2 separate regions of the Gasterosteus aculeatus genome follow, and region 1 is linked to region 2. A link is a contact called in public Hi-C data. All regions are on one chromosome and are shown on one strand. Each heading gives the region's core, a stretch centred on a gene start, on an enhancer-like site or on the middle of the called end of the contact. The rest is flanking DNA. Distances are from core to core; before and after follow the strand shown.

Region 1 (3,312 bases), core at 564-3,063, 49 kb after region 2:
AACACAAATTCTTAATAATGAGCGTTACCAAGACTAGAGGAAAGGCTAAATGCTGCACAGTGTCAGTAGAACTATGACAGTTTTTACATTATTCATTGCTCAACAGGACAGAAATAGACGACAGACTGGAAGAAAGAATGTGTGGAATAATATTATTTAGTAGCACGGCTTAATGGTGTTCTATAAACTACGCCTTGAGCTGTAGAAGAGAGGCTTGTTCTAAGACTTACACAAATATCTAAATCCTTATACCGCTGACTAAGACATGAAGTATATTTTGGGTTTGTGCCAGTAGACGCTTGAAGTTAACACAGAACTGCGTGAAATTTTTGCCTGCCTGCGTGATATAAATACATTGCACCAGAAAGCCGATAACCAAATCCACAAGTAATTTGTGGACTGAACGTCTCCCGGCTGGTGCTTCAGAGTACACAATTGAGCAGAATAATTAAACTTGGTCTTAAACTAATTGGCGCTTGGTAAATTGTACTGTCTGTATGCACGCATTGTGGGGAGATGATTGTTATTCTGCTGTGCAACAAGCTTGCAAATACCACATCAAATGCAAAATTGAAAATCCATTAACTCAAGGGTTTAACTATTTCATATGGAATGTTGGGAAAGGTTTTGCTGTAAAAAAACGTGGGCAGTGGGGAAGTCAAACGATGGACACAGGTGTTAAAGGGTGTTATTTTTCATAAGCACAACTGAACACATCGGGGAGTGAGTTTCCGTGTCGTTCAGGACGAACGGAGGGTGTGGATGAGAGTAGGCGGAGGAGAGGAATGTGATGGGAACTGGTGGGCAGGGGTCAGAGTGTGTGCATGTGTGTGCACCCTCGGGAGGAAGACAATCACATCCAACACCCTGCGATCTCAGCAGCTGGTGTGTGTGTGTGTGCACGTAGGCTCAAAACAGTTGGACCGCCTCTCATTGACCTTACCGCTTTTCCGTTCAGGACTTCCCGTCTTCTCCTAGACTAATTCATTACAGCCGCATTTGAGCGCATGAGGTAAAGTGGACGTCTCTTACCGACTACGAGAATGAGCACTCCTCCCAAGACAGTGCGTTTGTTCTTGGGGCCTTGGGGTTCATTGCCAAAGTTGATGCAGGGCATGGACATGAGAATCATCGCCACTGCCGGGAGACCGAGGATGGAACCTGCGATCATCAGGGCACGAGTTGTCTGGATGTAGGCTTCAGAGGCACATGTGGAACAAACATGGTATCAATGCCAAAAAACAGACCTTCTCAGATTTAACACAACACAACCCTGATCAGGAGACGTGGTGGAAATAGCATCTTGTAAATAAATTGCACGATATCTATTGTGATAAGAACAACGGCGGTAATGTAGGGAAGTACGCAGAACAGTACCTGGGAGATCCAGGATCTGCGATCGGGAGAAACAGTGGTAGAGGCCTGTGGAGATGACACATTCCGCCCAGGGTCCTTTGGTTTCCAGCTCATCCGTCTTCTTGCATGTGTTCAAGCTGTATTTGCACATAATCACCCAGTCATTGGTGGATATCGCGATCACGATGCCCAGCCAGCCAAGGAAGATAATGAGGAAGCCGCTCAGTTGAAGGCACGAGTTTGCCATGGTGCAAACTGCGTAACGACCACTGATCTCAGGTCCAGAAACTGTTACAAACCTCAACACTTCAGTTGAGAGTGATTAACAAATATGGACCAACTTCAATTCTAAAACTTATATTCCACTTTACAAGTTAATCCAGTGCCAAGGTTTGTTTTCTCTCCTTGCAATTTCGTACGTCCATCAATTGGGCTGGGCTGCACAATACAAAAGAATGAAGCTTTCACATCATCACAGGTTTTATAGGGAAAGTTCAGAAAAGGGGCAGACTACTCTAAAGATGAAAACCAATAGGAAACCTGGATACGGACAAAAAAAAGTAGACCGGGAGAAAACAACACAACCCACTTTTAACTCTACCCTTTTCTTGCTGAAATACAACCCATTCAGGGTTTACTGACTGAGTTTGAATCTGGTCAAATTTAACCAAAAAGCTGCTGCCATCTGCTGGCTGGATTGTATTTCACACACTACACACGTCTGACGTACGCATATTTTCCACAAAATACTTTGGAGCCCTAAACAAGAACCTTTTGTGTTTGTGTTTGTGTTTGTGTGTTTGTTTCTAACGTCATGAATAACCTTTTATAGATGTACACATATTCTTTTCGGTGAATTCAGTCAGTCAGTTAGTGGCTTATTCCCATTTATAGCTGTGGTTGCTTTCCTGGTCCCTAAAAGCCACTTTGTGGAACCACTGCTCTATATAATCCAAACGATCAACAGAGGGCGACATTGCATAGCAATGGCCTACGTTTAACAACCAAGTGTAATGGACATAACGTTTCCTTCTTCCTCTCCTTGCCGGTTGGAGGTAAGGTGCATCGGTCTAGCGATGGAACAGACCTTTCAGATGTGACTAAACAATGTGACTAAAAGTAATTCAGATCGATTTGCTATGAAAACATTTGATCTGTACTCTGATCGGTACTTTTAGGTCTAATAGATAAATTTCATGGTGGCAATCTTTGCGATTTGCTCGGAGTGCCTGTATTTTTTCTTTTCTTTTTTATATATGTAGTTTAAGCAGAGGCACTAAGTGCACAAAAACATAAGCAAAAGACTGCAATGTATCAGTGGGACGGAAAGCTTTAGCCAGCAGTTTTGGAGGTAATGGCACATGCATCTTGTTAATACATGCTCACTATTTACTGCAGCTGAAAGCATTCGATTGAAAATAATCAATTATGATTTTTACTCCGTTGCACTGAGTTCAGTGTAGCCTCATTATGTTTTTTTGACAGAAGATGAGTTGGATTCAAGTCAGCTGCTTCGATGGAGCGCCACAGGCACTTACTGGAGTTTAGGCAATTAGAAAGCGCTAACACAAGATGTACGGGCTCCTGACACGGCTCCGGCCGGCATATACCCTCGTACCAGCCCCGACTGACACTCCAGCATGGATGATCATCATCTGTGGTCGTGTCTATTGCTTTGTTCACGTAAGCGTATGTCAACGAAATAAAAGAGAAATCAAACAAAAAAACAAAGCGAAATAATAGTTGACAGATATGTGATTATGCAGTATTTTATTCAGAGAGAGAGAGAGAAAATTCAAAACTCATTGCGATAAAAGTCATAAGACTTAGTCTGAGCATGAGCAGGGAATATTCCCCTATGATTCCCAGAGCAGTTTGTCTGATGCAAGAGGAGTGAGGCGGCAAGGGAATGGGAATATTATGCTAATGGCGGGAAGTGGGGGATTGCAACAGTGA
Region 2 (3,406 bases), core at 363-2,862:
TCGGGAATAGGTGACTTAGTCTGGTGATGTATGTTCCGTGTGTACGCTGTGGGGGGTTTCTGGGGTATTTCTCAACTTTCCTTCCTTTGAATGTTTGATCCAAACAATTTGTAAAAAGAAATTTGACCTTCGGTTTATTCTGGAAAATAAAGATACGTTGGCGCTGTTCTTACCAATGTACAGTTGCTCGATCAAAATTCACAAGTTTTTTTTTGTACAGGCTGAATAAAGAATCAGATGTTCCTCGGCACATTCATCGTTTTTTTTCTCTTGGTGTCGGACGGTTCAATTCAACGCTTTAAAATGTGGTGGATTTTGTGGGGGATTGAACCCCCTTTTACAAAGTAACTACACCCTTAAATGAAAATGAAAATAGCTCACTTTGGGCCACAACCCTGTTCATAAAGATCAGTTACACCGTCGTCTTGACCTTACAGGTCATTTGAGAGCAGAAACCTGGTCCTATTAATACTTGGTGTCTTATACATTAATATAATTCCGCCTAAACTTAAACAATACCATCGGTTGCTGTTATTTACCATAATTCTTCCATTCTAGCTCAGTGGCTGGGTGGACTCATGCACACTGAGTGAGAGGCCAGCTGTTGCCCAGCTGCAAATAGATTGGCTATTGGCTAAGTAGCTCTACAGTTGTGAATGGATCGACGTTGAAAGGTTGTTTTTTTTATTAAAGAAAACATTTGTATGGCGCTTTTAGAAGCTGGTCAAAGGTCGTTTACATCGTACAAATATGAACAATGAAAAGCAGTTACAAAATAAACAAAACAATTGACCTAAAACCCAAAACCTGAAAATTACACTTGAAAAAAACAAACTACACGGCCTTCAGCATAATTGTCAAATTCTGGTTTTGCATCCGTCTGAAGTCGCTCCACCGTTTTCTTTCAGGCTGAAACGAAGCGAGCGTGATTAGAATTATACAAAATGTGAACATAAATTAAACACATTTTGTTATTACACTCCATGTCTGTGTGAAAACACTCGTTCTGTATCTTCAACGCCACTAAGTGTTGTCAGTGGCTGTTGCATAGAATATGTGTTGATGCAGATTAATATGCGCCAAATACTAAAGAGAGTGCACGAGACGCACTGATGTTAAGCGCTCAGTAGATGGCAGTAAAGAATTACCTTTGATAGCTGAGCTTCTGAGCGTCCATGCATCCATTCATCCATCTCTGTTTATTTACATCTGTACAAGCTCAAGTTAGTAATGGAGGTAAAAGTGGTCTAAAAAGCCACACACACACACACACACATGCTGCACCGTATGTGAAGATGCTCAAAATATTTAAATGATCTCCGTGCGCGTGACTTTTAGCCAGTCATGAAGCGCTCCGTGTGCTTTGCCGTGGACGGATGTGCTCTCTCATACAGCGTTCCATTTAGAAGATGACTGTGTCCGTAACCCCCGATGCCTGTTTTCAAACCAAGGACACGGCCACGTCCTCTCGGCACCAATGCATGTTGTCTTTTTCGTCGTAGAGGAAAGTGTACTTCCTCATCACTCTGCAGACCACACACTCCCTTCCTAACATGTGCAGAGAGTCGCTCCATAGTGCCAACACGCTGAAGCCATTAGGGCCTTACAGAGAAGCCTGCAGTGCGTCCTTCCCTCCCCACCGTTTTACTGGGAACTCTTGGTCTGGACGCTCTGAAGGCTCGGTGTGAAGACGGAAGCAGGGATTCTGGAGGGGATTGGAGGAGTCGGGCCGTTCCACGGTGCTTCAGACGTGTTTATCCAGACGGTGGAGCCGTTGGATCCCGGCCCGACGTTTGGAGTGGATGGAGCCGTTCGCAGCGGTCGCAGATTTGATTGAGTTTCAAGCCTCTCTTGTAAATCAGGGAAAATCCACCAAGCACACACTCACACACGCACACACGCACACACACACACACACACACACACACACACACACACACACACACACACACACACACACACACACCGACTATCAACACTGGGGTCGCACTTAGTGCAGAGTAGTGCCAGTATGTAACCACAGGACCTTTTGTCTGGACACGGCATGAGATGGAGAGAGACCAGAGGTCAATTAGTGTGAGCCGTGTGCGCTTATTGAAACTTTAGGATCAACTTTGCTTGTGTGTGCGCGTGTGTCACAAAGAGTTGAGTGAAAATGTCATGTTGTTGCCTGTCAGTCGCACACCAAACCAAATTATGATTATTTTTTCTTGTATTCGGCCTCATTATACAGCGCAGACATGCAACTTAATAAGCTTATTATTCTCAGTATGAAACAACACGAGCTGCGTCCAAAAGAAACTGGAAAAGTTCCATTCCCTTGTCTCTTGTCATGTAATGAGCTTATTGTGAAACCACAAAGAAAGAGGAGGGGGAAGGGATTAAAATATGTTTAAACCATTATTCAGGAATACTAGTTACCATCAGTACTGTCTAACTAGCTTCGATTTATACACAGTCCAAATGCCGTAGAATGTTTCAGTCAAATGTGTTTGCCCTTTTTATAGTGTGTGTGTGTGTGTGTGTTCTCATATCTGCGTGTGTGTGTTTGTCGAAGGGTTTTTGAAGATCTGGGAGTTATTGAATCCAGATCTTGAAGGTGGAGTGGTGTGTGTGTGTGTGTGTGTGTGTGTGTGGGGGGGGGGGGGCAGCGTAGCCACTGACGGGGTTTGGAGGACTGATGAAGGACAAAAGGAAGGGTTTTTTCCTCCTTTCATGTGCTCGATCCTGCGGAGAGGAGGGAAGGTTTCTGTGTGTGTGTGTGTGTGTGTGTGTGTGTGTGTGTGTGTGTGCGGTGATTTGTATGTGGAGACAAATGGAAAGGCAGCATGCAATGAATGCATGCAATTAAAATGCTTATTGCATAACAGGATTTATGGATTCACTTTTTCTGCAAAATGAACTTGGTCACAAATGCTATAGCAGCCAGATAATGCAGTCAAAGACAAGGTTAAATGTGGGAAAGTAGTAAAGGTTAGTAGACGTCTACCTATTGCCCAGGTAACAACCGATGAAACCACATTTATATCTCTAATAGACATTAACTGAATGTCTGTTACTGTCATTTCTCTGGGTCTGGTCATACACATTATACCCAGGATGAGCCAAGATATTTTCCTACTGGGAAAAGAAACCAAATAACCCCCAGTCTCACGACCAATCCAAGCATACCAGACAAATATGTTTGACAAAAGGTCTTTTCTGTGCCTAAATGTTAATAGGTGCACATTTAAAAACCACACAGAAACCAATCTGTCCCAGACTTTTTTCTTCAGAAAAAGTCAATTTAGCCGACGACCTTATGTTCAGTCGTGCCGTTGTCGAGGCCCTCGTGTCCCGCTTTGAAGAATTAATGAATGACTTCACAAGCAAAACATTTCAATGTTTTATTTAGAGACTTGGCTGC

What was found. Hi-C and Micro-C count contacts between places; a contact is called where the count stands out from the background.
Region 1: a contact with region 2 is called in a Hi-C map of whole body, with 2.6 times the contacts expected there. The contact joins the promoter of cldn11a here to the enhancer-like site in region 2. A contact is called at or near these places in 2 of 6 Hi-C or Micro-C datasets (skeletal muscle and whole body).

Annotation. Positions count from the first base shown.
Region 1 is chr15:11,469,597-11,472,908 of fGasAcu3.hap1.1, forward strand. It overlaps cldn11a (claudin 11a), which reads right to left and starts at 1,814. Exons shown (of 3, transcript XM_040199499.2): 1 at 1,378-1,814; 2 at 1,033-1,197. The coding sequence starts at 1,603.
Region 2 is chr15:11,421,034-11,424,439 of fGasAcu3.hap1.1, forward strand. LOC120832906 (eukaryotic translation initiation factor 5A-1) reads left to right here. Exons shown (of 5, transcript XM_040199592.2): 5 at 1-250. Among protein-coding and RNA genes, the nearest start is that of LOC144388418, 5.4 kb to the right of the region's middle. Within about 2 kb of position 1,613, at least 1 of the 9 cell types and tissues checked has open chromatin away from gene starts, as enhancers often do.